2 separate regions of the Gossypium raimondii genome follow, and region 1 is linked to region 2. The links are chromatin contacts, called in public Hi-C maps. All regions are on one chromosome and are shown on one strand. Each heading gives the region's core, a stretch centred on a gene start, on an enhancer-like site or on the middle of the called end of the contact. The rest is flanking DNA. Distances are from core to core; before and after follow the strand shown.

What was found. A called contact is a pair of places that touch in the nucleus more often than the background predicts.
Region 1: a Hi-C map of leaf shows a contact between it and region 2, with 2.2 times the contacts expected there. The contact joins the promoter of LOC105772824 here to the promoter of LOC105773532 in region 2. A contact is called at or near these places in 2 of 2 Hi-C or Micro-C datasets (both in leaf).

The regions. Positions count from the first base shown.
Region 1 is chr6:11,093,822-11,100,456 of ASM2569854v1, reverse strand. It overlaps LOC105772824 (hexokinase-1), which reads left to right and starts at 3,678. Exons shown (of 10, transcript XM_012594290.2): 1 at 3,678-4,247. The coding sequence starts at 3,976.
Region 2 is chr6:10,899,527-10,905,992 of ASM2569854v1, reverse strand. It overlaps LOC105773532, which reads left to right and starts at 1,822. Exons shown (of 11, transcript XM_012595514.2): 1 at 1,822-1,985; 2 at 2,096-2,143; 3 at 2,222-2,579; 4 at 2,666-2,814; 5 at 3,171-3,374; 6 at 3,491-3,670; 7 at 3,800-4,186; 8 at 4,571-4,650; 9 at 4,965-5,325; 10 at 5,679-5,891; 11 at 6,086-6,466. The coding sequence starts at 2,099. The coding sequence ends at 6,415.

The DNA.
Region 1 (6,635 bases), core at 2,429-4,928, 190 kb before region 2:
GTAGAATATTAAAAAGGCGGAGGGGCTAAAAGCGCAATTTATCCCTCCGCATAAAAACACGCGGACCCTAAGGCGGATCGGGTCGGATTCGGGTCGAGTGCTCAAAACGACGCCGTTTTGGGCGTCTGAGGGTTTCCCCAAAACGGTACTGTTTTGGTACCCTATAAAAGCCCCTAACTCTAAAAAAATTTATTTCAAAACCGATTTAAAAAAAAACAAAAAAAAACCTTTAAAAAAAACTCTCCCTCCCCCAGTCCGTCCAGCCTATAGTCCGGTCATCGGTCGATCACCGGCCACCGCGCCGGCCGCCGATCTCCTGCGTCGGCACCACCGTCTGTGGCGGCCGAAAAAGGGGAAAAACCCCTACTCAGTTCCTTCGGTCTCTTTAGGCCCAAATCTGGGCTCAAAATCCCCAAAATATCAACAAAATCCTCAAAGCAAACAAGAAACCTTTCGGTTTCAGGCCACCGTTCCTCGGGGGTGGCTCCCTCGACCGTCTCAACGACGTTTCAGACCCGAACGAAGGTGAGTCTTTTACTTTTTTTTAATTTTATATCAGTATATAAAAAAAATAAAAAGAAAATAAATAGTAAAACGAAAATGTATATCAACCTTTGGTTTCGATTGACTCTCTATTTGCTGTGAAAATACTTGTTTTTTTTATTTATTTTTCGAATCTGGATTCGGGATCCTTATTACAGTGTATTGAGTTTGCTTTTATAGCAAACAATAAAACAAGAAAAGTAAACAAAATCTTCTGGTATCTTGCTTGATTCATGATTTCAAAGATTTTTCTTGCCGTATTCTGTTTTGTTTCCTTCCTTGTTGCGCAGGTATGAAGATTGTGCGGAGATTCGGGGGCATGGTTGCGGCTGCCAAAGTTTACCCTAGATCTCTAGGGTTTCTGAAATTGTTCTTGGGCCTGGGGGTTAATTTTGGGTCATTCGTTATTGTATTTTGTTTTGGGTTTGGGCCCAAAAAAACTATTGTATTTGGACTGTTTAGCTTCATGTAGGCCGGGCAAATTTGGCCCATTACACAATTTAGTGCATATGATTTCCTATTTACAATTTTCACATTTGCCCCAAACTTTTATACTTTATTCAATTTAGTATTAATATTAAAATGAGTCTATTTTCACAATTAATTCATAAACCCAATTTTTACCAAACCTTTAACCATATAAAAGCAACCCTTAAATTCTGAAATTTTTCAACAAAACCCTTCCAAAATTCACATGCTTTTAATTAAATCCTTTAACTTAAAAACTATACAAATTACTTTACAAACTAGTTCAAATTCACTACCAAGCAAAAACAAAATGGTAAATTTTCCAAAATTTGATAACTTCACAAATTAACCCTGAACTAGATAGTTTAAGTTACAATGATTTCATAAATATAAAATTTACAAGAAATCGACAAAATAACACTTACATGCAATCGCCAAACAAATAGAATGCTTCAAGCTTTAATTTCCATGATTTCGATCACAAGAGATAAAAGAAGAAGATGATGTTTTTTTTTTTATGTTTTAAGTTTTATTTATTTTATTTTAACTTTATTTTAATTGAAATTTCATTATAAAATCACCTAATGTCGGTCCCTATCACAAATTATGGTCTAATTCGTAAAGATCCTCTCACTTTAACTATTTAAACATTTTAGTTAATAATAATCAATACCAATTAATTTTTACCACTTTTACGATTTAATCATTTTTCTAATTAGCTATCAAATCACTAAAATTTTCGGACCAAACTTCAATATATCTATATAATCACTCCGTAAATATTTTATAAAAATATTTATTATGGGTTCGATTTATAGAAACAAGGTTCCGATACCTCATTTTCTAAAACCACTTGATTTTAAGGACAAACCACTTGTACTTAACTATATATTCAAATAGCAAAAATTATCCGATAACAATTCTATATAATACTATATTTGACTCGTAAATATTAAATAATAATATTTATGGACTCATTCGTCGGATTTGTGATCCCGAAATCACTATTTTTGACCCCATTGAAAAACAGGTTGTTGCAAATTAATTCTCAAACCATTTCCATACTTAGTAAGAAAATCACCTTCATTTCTGAATGTTTCCCATTTCTATCCATTTCTGTTAATTTGATTCAACATGCAGTTCATTTCTGATTTCAACAAGATAGCGGAGGGACCGATTGAATATATGTGATTAGGGCTCAAATGATTTATAATTAAGTTCCAACTTTTCACCGCTTATTAATTATAAACTAATTTAGTAATGAAGTCATTCCACTATAGTATCGTGACTGAGCTCTCCCTTATGACATATCATTACGAAAGCAACTCGATCGATGCTCATCCAATAACCTTGTCATAAGTGTGTTACCCTCATTGGATATCCTTAATCTCTTAGGGATAAATCCGATTTGTCCGGTTCGATTGTATAAATTTAAAAAAAATAGAGAAATAGATTCAACTATTGATTTGACATGTTCGATCGATTCAATTGATTCACAAGTCAACCAATCTGACCCCTTATTCTAAACCAGTATCTCAATCGATTTCTAATCCAATTAGTTTGATTGACTAATTCAATTCAGTTCTGAAAATAGTGAGAGATAAATAACTTCATCCAATACTTGTAAAAAGTTATGAATTAGTGGAATTACATTAATAATTACTAGTGAAGATTTTCAAAATTTTTTATTTTTATTATTTTTATAGTTTTACATTTTTAAAAAATGTATCCACACTCTATTAAGACTTTGTTTATAATTGAGATCGAAAATTACTTTTCAACTCAAACTTTAATTTTAAACTAAAATTTTGATAAAAAAACTTTTTAACCAATCATTGATTTCAAATGGGATTTTAACCCAAGTCAAAAAGCCAAAAATTTTAGCTTTTGGCTTTTGAAAAATGCTTTTTAATAAAGTTATCTTTTATCCGCCATTAAATCTTCTACTTTACAACATTTTGTTTACAATTATCATTTTATTTCTCAATAATATTTTTTACAAAGAATAGTAAATACTTTCAAATTCTTTTTAGAAACATTTTTTCATAAAACTTTTACCTCAATGATAAATCGAGGTAAGTAGTAACCACATATATCTAGAAGTTCATATTTCCTTATAAATAAGTGTTTAATTGCTTGTGATCTCTAATTAAGAGAAGTGATTGTATAAAGCTGTGATTCCACGTCATCCATATTCATTTTCAATAGAATAAGAGAATGTCAAATCAAATTTTATATAATCAAGAGAAAATTCTGATTTGTCACTTTTCTATTGAATACGAATATAAACAACATACAATCACAATTTTATATAATCATTTAATCTCCAACAAAATAATAAAGCAAAGAAAGGAGATCATCCAAACCATGTGGCTTAGTGAAATTGGGTGACTAATAAAACCACCAAGTTGGCAACAACATTTATGAATCCCAGATTGATGTAGTTGTACTTATTTCCAACCATGGATTAACTCATTCTAATCCCCACTTTTATCTTGAGTTACACAAAGGAGAGATTCCTAAATATCATAAACCTGACACCTGTCCACTCATGTCTTCATTAAATTTAATACATCACATTGGAATGGAAAGGTCATTATCGTAATTTAAAACCACTCCTCACTTTTAAATATCTTCTTCTTCTTTGTATTTTTATTTATTTTATGCCAAATAACAAAATAATTACATCTTCTTCCTTTTATGGTCACTTTTCTCTTTGCTTTTTTTAAACAAATGAAAGCCGCTTCATTGCAGAAGCAAAGCCAGTAACTACTACAAATATATTGAATTTTCCAATAAAGAGACAATTAAAAATTCAGTCATCTAGACCTTCCCTCCTTTTGTTTTTTTTCTTTTTAAATCCAAGTTAGTGAAACTTGGATTGTTTTTTTTCTTTTGGGGGAGTATCCGTACAACTCTGAAAGTACTTTTTTTTCCTCTTGTTTGATTGGTGTTGCGGTGGTGATGGGGAAAGTGGCAGTAGGGGCGGCGGTGGTGTGCGCGGCGGCTGTGTGTGCAGCAGCGGCGCTGGTGGTGCGTCACAGGATGAAGAGTTCGGGGAAGTGGGCCCGGGCGCTGTCTATACTGAAGGAGTTTGAGGAAAAGTGTGGGACCCCAAGTTCGAATCTTAAACAGGTGGCTGATGCCATGACCGTTGAGATGCACGCCGGGCTCGCGTCAGAGGGTGGCAGCAAGCTCAAGATGATCATCAGCTATGTACATAATCTCCCCACTGGGTAACTTAACCATTCAACTTTTATTGTTCTTTCCTTAAAATTTTAAGTTCCAATACTTCTGGAATTCTCTTGATTGATCAACTCTGATTATGAGCTCTATTTCAAAATTTAAAAAAAAGAGAGGAAAATTTGTAGAAAAGTTTAATTCATGATTGACATTCAACTAGTTTGTGAGATGAAAAAGCTTTAGAGATTAGTGGTTTTGATTTTACTCACACTGTGGTCCATTCGGATTTGCTGTTAAGGAGATTGATAATTCATTAGATGCCCTGAATTGAACTTTCTATACCCAAAGGGTAAAAATTTAGTAGTTTCGAAATTTACTTTGAGTAACTGATGTGTTGGATTCCACTTATGATGGCTTTTGTTGTGTTATCAACACTGCATGCTTATCAACTTTATGCTTGTTTTGTTCTAAAGATGATTTATGGGTTAGTTTTTTCTACAAACAAGTGCTGCTTTTAGTATTCTTGTTTGTCCCATCAATATCTACCTTTTTGCTTTCAATTCATGGGATAGAAATAACTCACCTTTTCATCTTTAGCTTACCTTCCAAAACCTTTGATACCTTTTTTACTTATCAAGTTTATTTGGGGTTGTGGGTTATAGTTGCTTTCCTTTGCATTCTACTCCATGCTTCCTGCCTTCATTCTATCTCTACGTGCTGATGTCAAATATAGATATTAGAGTGGGTTGCCACAGATTCTATGTTTCTCCTACTTCCCCTTTTTCTTTTAGCTACCCACCTATATTTAATACTCATGTGAGATGTACATCCAAATATTGGTACCCTATATGATTTTCCTACCACTTTCTAAATACATCGGGAACGAAATTGAACATACCATGGATTAATGTTGCACACATGCACATGGATGGAACTAAATAGAAGGTGAGGGGCCAAATTTCTTTTTCCTTTAACATGTAATACTAAATATTCTAACTTTATACATATAATGTTTATAAATTTAAACATGAATTGGTCCCAATTAAATTTGTAATTTGGAACATGATTGACCCCAATTCAAATACAACTCACTTTTTAAAACCAATTAGATTCAAGTTAAATTTCATTTTATTTCTAACTTATATTTTTTCCCCAAAAACACTTCTATTTGTTTACTTTGTTCTAAAAGCTTTAAAAAAAGAGTTAAAAGCTTTCCCATTTATTTAAAAAAATTCCAGTCAAAACAAATGTTAAACTCTACAAGTATTTGGTGCTGACAGACAACAAGGTAATAACAAATAGTGATTTTAAGTCCTAACAGAGGTTTAATTTTTTTATTTATTGTATTGGAAGAACCAATGAGTCTAGGTTGTTGCCCTTAGAAGATTTGGGTGGTGATCTATTTATTTGTATATATTATTTAAATCTTTATATATTTTAAAATTATTTATTTAGATTTTTTTCTCTTACTTCTTTGTTTGTTAGGTTTTTTTTATTTTTATTTTATAAATGAAATATCATCTATAGTCAGCACTTCTTAGTAAGTCTAGAGACAAATTTTAAACCAATTGGGTTAGTTTACTATTGAGGTTGAAAAGTATTCTTGAAAAATATTGTGAAAAAGTGCTTTTGAAAAATTTATTAGTGTTTACCATTGCTGTCAAAAAGTGATTTTGAGAAGATAAAATATTAATTTTAAGACATGATGTTGTAAAGTAAAAGATTTAATGGGAGGATAAAAAGGTAACTTCATTGAAAAGTACTTTCCAAAAGCCAAAAGTTAAAAATTTTAACTTGGTTAAAATCCCAGTTCAAAATCAAGGTTTGGTTTGAAAAGTTGTTTGTTTATCAAATTTTTCTATTTGGAATCAAGATTTGGATTAAAAAATGTTTTTCAACTTAAATGGTAAACGAAGTCTAAGTACTCTTGAAAAAGGAAAACAAATAGCTTAAGTTTAAAGTTTTGAAAAAGGATTAATATACTATTTGGTACTTGAGTTTAGGTTCAATGTTCAAATTGGTACCTGAATTTGGTTTCAATATTCAATTTGGTACCTAAACCAAACATCATCATGTGACCCAATTGAATATTTGGCATGTGTTCTACTAAAACACATATATACTTAATTGGAAAAAAAACTCAAGTACTAAATTGAACATTGAAACTAAACTCAGGTACCAAATAGAATATTAACCAAAAAAATTATAAGTTTCAATCCTTCCGTTAACTAAAAAAGCCTCCTAATTCAAAATGAACACTAAACTGTGTAAGTATTTATTGATGAGACTCAACAAAACAAGGACAAATTGTGATTTCAATTTATATTTGGCCCAAAATGTTTGATACTGGTTCCGTCGTTGCATGTACCGATGTCCGAGTCTAAGTAACATGGTTTTGACATATAAGCAACCCAAATATCTTTTGCTTTCTATTTGTGGGA
Region 2 (6,466 bases), core at 573-3,072:
ACCAAATTTTTTCCAACATATTTTGGGTCCAAATATGAATGTTGAAGTTCACGATGTTGTTGAGGTAACTCAGAGTCAAGTTGTGGCTCGTATTGCAACTTGATCAGCAAGTTTGGGAAAGCAGGCCAACCGGTCCCAATGAAACTTTTAAGTTGGAATATTTTTAGGCTGGGGAACTTACGAGTAATTCACATTATCTGGCAACTGTTGAGAAGGATGTAGTAGAGTTCATGTTAGTTCAATTGGTGCTAATAGAGGGTTGTCGGTTTGGTGAAAAGAAGGATGTAATGTTAGTTTAACAAATTTCTCTTAATCCCATATTTCCATATTGACGTTGAGATCATTGAAGGTGGAAGTGCTTGGAGATTCACGACATTTTATGAAGCCCTTGAAGAAAGTCGTCGATAAGAATCTTGGAACCTCTTGCGTAGTTTGTATGATCTTGATGGAATCACATGGCTTGTGGTGGGAGATTTTAATGAAATTTTGTATGCTCCAGAAAAGCAAGGTGCACATCTTCATTCAGTTAGTTAGATGGAGGGTTTTCATTCTACTTTGGAAAGCTATGAGCTCATGGATTTGGGTTATGATGGGCACTGGTTAACTTGGGAGTGTGACAGATCTCAGGAAACACTCATTTGAGAGCGGTTAGATCGTGGAATAGCTTCTATAGGATGGGTTTCTCGGTTCACAAATCACAAGATTTAGCACTTGCCTCATAGCTATTTTGATCACTGTCCCTTAGTGATTAACACAAATCAAATTGAGTCTTTTGCTAGGTTCCAAAATGAGGGTCAAACTTTTCGGTTCAATGCAAACTAGAAATTGAAGGAAGGCTTCGAAGCTAAGGTACGAGCTCTTTGGGAGAGTAGTGTTGGTAATATTCCTAACAAGTTAGTTGCTTTAGGGAAGAGACTTATTCAATGGAGCAAGAATTTGAGGCTTAACAAGGGTAGGAAAATTCTTATTTTAAAATATCGATTGGTAGAGTTAGCTGAGATTGATTCGTTGATACTTTGGGTGAGATTGTTTTGGCTAAAGTAAAGCTGAATTTTGAGATGGATAAGGAGGAAATTTACTGGGAGCCGAGAGTTCCAACAAACTGGCTGAAGAGAGGGGGAGATAAATTGATATTTGTTTTTTCCCCTTTTTTCTATACGAGGATGAGTATTGTTTTTTTTTTCTTCTCTTAGTTGTTTCTATTTGTTGGTCTATTTTCAGATGCACGTGATTTGGCTTAATTGAGTAGATAAACGATACTATTTATTAATAATAAACTAGTCATTTATTTAAAATATTTGACAAATTTATTAAATCATGTATTTAAATTTTATATTTTATATTTTATTAATCGAATGTATACGTATAGGCATTTTGTTTCTACTAATACATTTATTAATCAAATGCCTTCTTTTATTTTAGTTTGGTTTATTCTAAGCTACTTTTCTATATATAAAAAAACTATTTGCCTACAATTTAACATATTTTGTTCACTATTTCAACAATAATGTTTTATACTTACCTATATATTATATCTAAATACCAAGATTTTCTAACATTGTATATATGCATTTGATTGTTTAATCTTAATAATTTTGTTTCGCAACATTAAATCATATAATATATTCACTTAAATCGTGAATATATCTTAATCTAGTTTTATTAATTGGGTCCATATTATATAAGAAGGACGTATATAAGAAAATTTTCCTATAATAATTTATTTTTAATTGGATCCATATCCAATGTAATAGTATATAGGAAGGACTTATATAAGAAATTTTCCTATAATAATTTCTTCTTAAGATCGTAGAGTTTAGTCTAATTACCCACGTGGTTAAAATCCCAGACCCACCCAGTATCTTCCCTTCGATAGAAGAAAACCTCTCAAAATACAAGCCCAAGCTTCAAATTAACCGTCGCAACCTCCCTTTCCAAACCCTAACCACCGCCGGTCCACAGCCCTCTTCGTCCTCTTTGGAACGGTGAGTCTGCTTGATTTTTCTTTATTTATTTCACATCTCTATCTACTTTATATTATAGAAGCTTATCGCTTTCGTAATTAATTTTAATTTGAAGTCGCTGAATTCTGTAGAATATGCTTTCTGGGGTGAAGGTTATACCTCGTGATGAGATTGATAAGGTATAATTCATCAATTTCACATTTCTTTCTTTTTGTCAGTAAAGTTTCCTCAGTTAGATTTTTTTTTTTTTGTACCAGGAAGAAAATGAGAACTCAGATAGGCAGAAGAAAAGATACACTAGTAAAATGGAAAAGAATAAAAGAAAAAGGAAAAGTTCTGGGTATTGTGGTTCTTCGGATGATGATATTGAGAGAATAGAAAAAGGATCTAGACGAAATAAGAAGTGGTATTCATCAGAGGAGTATTCAAGCGAAAGTGAGAGCGAAGGGAGTTCCGATACAGATAAAGGGAGGCATTCAGATAGGAGAAAGGGTAAGAGGAATAAGAAACGATCCAGAAGTAAAAAGAAACGTTATTCATCGTCATCAGTGGATTATTCGTCTGAAGATGTGGATGAGGATCGAAGACGTAATTCAGGAGTTGGAAAGAAAAGGAGTAAGAGAAGAGAATTTTTTGTTCTGAATTATTGATGATTGGTTCATTTTAGACATTGATCAGTTATTATTGTTGTTGGTTTGCAGATGATGGTAGAGAATCTCCTTTGAAAGAGAAGGAGATTGAGAGGAAAGAAATTGGACTGGAATGGATGCTCAGACCTGCATTTAAGACTGATAAGAAACATTTAGAACCTGCTGCTGTTGAACAACTTGAGGAACCTCCTACTGAGGAGGTATGGCACTTGAGCTATTAATTCTAGCTGATTTTTTACCTTTTATTTTCTTTGATTCTGGCATAATACAAACATAAATGCTTGCTGATGGAGATATTTATATTTTAAAGCAAAAAATATCTTGTCTGCTTTACGGTTCTCTTTGTTGTTCAGAAAAAAATCAAACTTTTCTAACGAGGATTTGATAAGCTTCTTTCTCTTTTTATTTCTTAGACTGCTTTAGTTATGTTTACTTTGGAGAGTTCTAAACAAGCTTGCATTTGTGGTTCTTGGTTGTATGGAGCATGCATTCTTTACTTTCTGCCTTTATATTTTGTTAGTGCATGAATTGATAATAGTACATATATTGTTACCAGATAAAGACGATGCATCCTAGAGAGTTGAATCCATATCTGAAAGATAATGGAACTGGTTATCCAGAGGAAGCAGAAGAAAAGAGAGCTGGTGTAGACAGGCTTTTATCTTCTTCGTTTGTAGGGGATGGAGGTGCTAGTTGGAGACTTAAAGCTTTGAAGCGTGCAGAAGAGCAAGCTTCTCGAGAAGGACGAAGTATTGAGGAGGTAATTTTTTGTTCAGGAAAAATTGTATATCAGGAAGGGTGCCATGTTGCTTTTTTTTTTTTTTTTTAACAGTTTAAAGTGTGATTCCATTAGCCTTTACTGTTGAAACCATACAGGTTGTTCTAGAACGTTGGGGTTCTCTTGATATACTGGCTGCATATGGAGCATCTCGTAGAGCTGCTGCACCTCGAGCCCATCTGCATGCCATAAGAAATAGAAAGCAAGGCCCAGATAATGAGAAACAAAATGTTGCAGACAATCAAAGGGAAAGAAAGTCAGAAAGAAATTCTGAAAGGGTACTTGCAATGACACTTATATGGATTTCATAATTTGTTAGTTTAAATGAAAAATAGTACATAGTGGTTGCACTCTAGTAGTCCAGGAACCACAGATGTTCTAATCCTTTCTATGGTTTTGGTTGCCAGAACACTACTCGAGATTATTTGCGGGATGTATCTCTTCGACATTCTGACATGAAGACCCCAAAAGTCCGCGATTCATTATCCTGGGGAAAACGAAAAAACCAAAATATTCCTGCTAAAAATGCTGGTGCTATATCGACTGCAAATAAGTTTACCGATGATGGAAACTTCATGCAAGAATTTCTTCGTAAGCAGGGAAATGATACTATCGCATCTGGTTCACATACAGATCATGATGGAAATATGAACTCAAAAGTTGTAGCATCAGAGACGAATAAACCTAGTGAAGCTGCTACAATGCCAAAGGAGACTTTGAGCATAAACCAATTGGCAGCTAAGGCTTTGCAGCTTCGGTTGAAAGGAAAGCATGATGAGGCTGAGAAACTTCTGGTAAGACAACCTTTTGCTTTGATACAGTACATTGATTTGATTAGGGAGTTTCTCAATCTCATTCTTAGTTTCCTATGCTAAAGTTTTGTTATTCCATAGATAGAAAGATAAACGTATGCAGATCCTCTCATTTTGAGATTATAACAGTCAAATATTTCCTGGATCTAGAAAATATGGGGGGTTCATTTTTTTTGTCTAGGTATTAGAACCCTGTTTAACTTTTCAGAACTAGAACATAAATTTTAGTTGTTTGCATATGTGCCTTATGCATTGAATAACTTGATCTAAAGAATATTGCTTTTTTCTCCTATCTGTCAACATAGGGCTTAATTTTGTCTTCAGTTGGTTTAATTTAATTGGTTTTGTTATTTTTTTCCTTATTAGCTGGAAGTTGAGAGCATGAAGGCTAAGCAGAACACTGGAGATCATGCCAGTAAGCAGCAGAATGTTGACAACAACAGCAGGTAACTTTTCAACTTTATATTTCTTTGGTATTCCCCATTCTAAAAATGCTGTTTCAAATGAGCTTAAAGTAGTAAGCTTATAACTCTCTATGAGACTGTCATTTGGGATTCTAAAGCAAATTGCAAAGTGTTTACTTTCGCTTTTGAGTTCCTTTTTTTAATAATTTATAGAGTTTTATTCTTAATGTAGCATAATTTATAGAGTTTTATTCTTAATGTAGCATTCCAACTCACATTTTAATATCTTTTTTCATTTTTTTCCTTAACATCTATAAATAATTCTGTTCTGATAATATTATTTGTATTTTATCTAGACATGTTGTTCATGATGCATCGCTTCGGAAAGGGAAGGATGATGATGATACCGATAAGCATCTAGCTCGAAGAATAATGCAGAATAAACAATTTAGTGTATCTGGTCAGGCTGATGATGAATATGACTATGAAGATGGTCCAAGCAGAAAACCACGGAAGAAGGGTGGGGAAAGCAATTGGGTCTCTGGAAATAATCATTTGGCTAAGCGTATATTGACTCAGCAAGAGCGCTGTCTTTTCTGCTTTGAAAACCCTAACAGACCAAAACATCTTGTTGTTGCTATAGCAAATTTCACATACTTGATGCTACCACAATGGCAGCCTGTTGTGCCAGGTCACTGCTGTATCTTACCAATGCAGGTACTCTTTTATCTATGGTGTCATAATTTGCTTTAGCGCCTTAATGTTAATTACATCAGACCAGTAAATTGGTGAGTGATCTTTTGAAGTACAGGCATATAGTTCATTGTTTTAAAGGATTTGAATATTCTTAGTAGTCTTTCCATTTCCTTTCATGGTACCTAACCTAGTTTGTATTAACGTTTCGATATATGAAGCAGAGTAGCTTAGATGCCTTCAAAAATTAGGAGCAAATGAACTCATTTTGGACACATTAATTTCTTTTATACGAGATGTAGAACTAAAATAATATTTCTTGCGCTTTACAGATTGATGTGTCCTAATTTAAAATGCAAACTCTTTTGCCTTGACAGCATGAGCCAGCCACAAGAACAATTGAAAATAATGTGTGGGATGAAATCCGCAACTTTAAGAAATGCTTAATAATGATGTTTGCCAAGCAAGATAAGGAGATGGTGTTCTTGGAAACTGTGATGGGATTGGCACAACAGCGTCGCCATTGTCTGATTGAATGTATTCCTTTGCCACGGGAAATTGCAAAACAGGCTCCTGTGTATTTTAAAAAGGTTAGGTTCTTTTCAATTTATGTATTGACATTTTGGTAACACCAGTGGCGGAGATGGAAGCAGCAGCTTCTTCTGTTCTTGACATGTAAACTTGATCTTTATCAAAATCAAATGGCTCGGATTTAGTCTGCTGAGTAGCAATAGTTGGAATGTAGATGTGATCTTTGTATGATTCTAAAAGATGTTTGTCACAGGCAATTGATGAAGCCGAGGATGAGTGGAGCCAGCACAATGCAAAGAAGCTGATAGACACGAGTGAGAAGGGATTGTGCGGTTCAATCCCGAAAAATTTCCCATATTTCCATGTTGAATTCGGTCTAAACAAAGGGTTTGTGCATGTAATTGATGATGAAAGCCAGTTCAAGAGCAGCCTTGGTCTCAATGTTATTAGAGGTATGTTACAACTTCCAGAGGAGGACATGTACCGCCGCCGGAGGTATCAATCTGTGGAGGAACAAAAGCAGGCTGTTGCCAGTTTTGTTCGTGATTGGGAAGCTTTTGACTGGACAAAACAACTTGACTAGCATCATGATCTAACCTAAAACCTAAACTGAGTTCACCAATTGATAGACTTG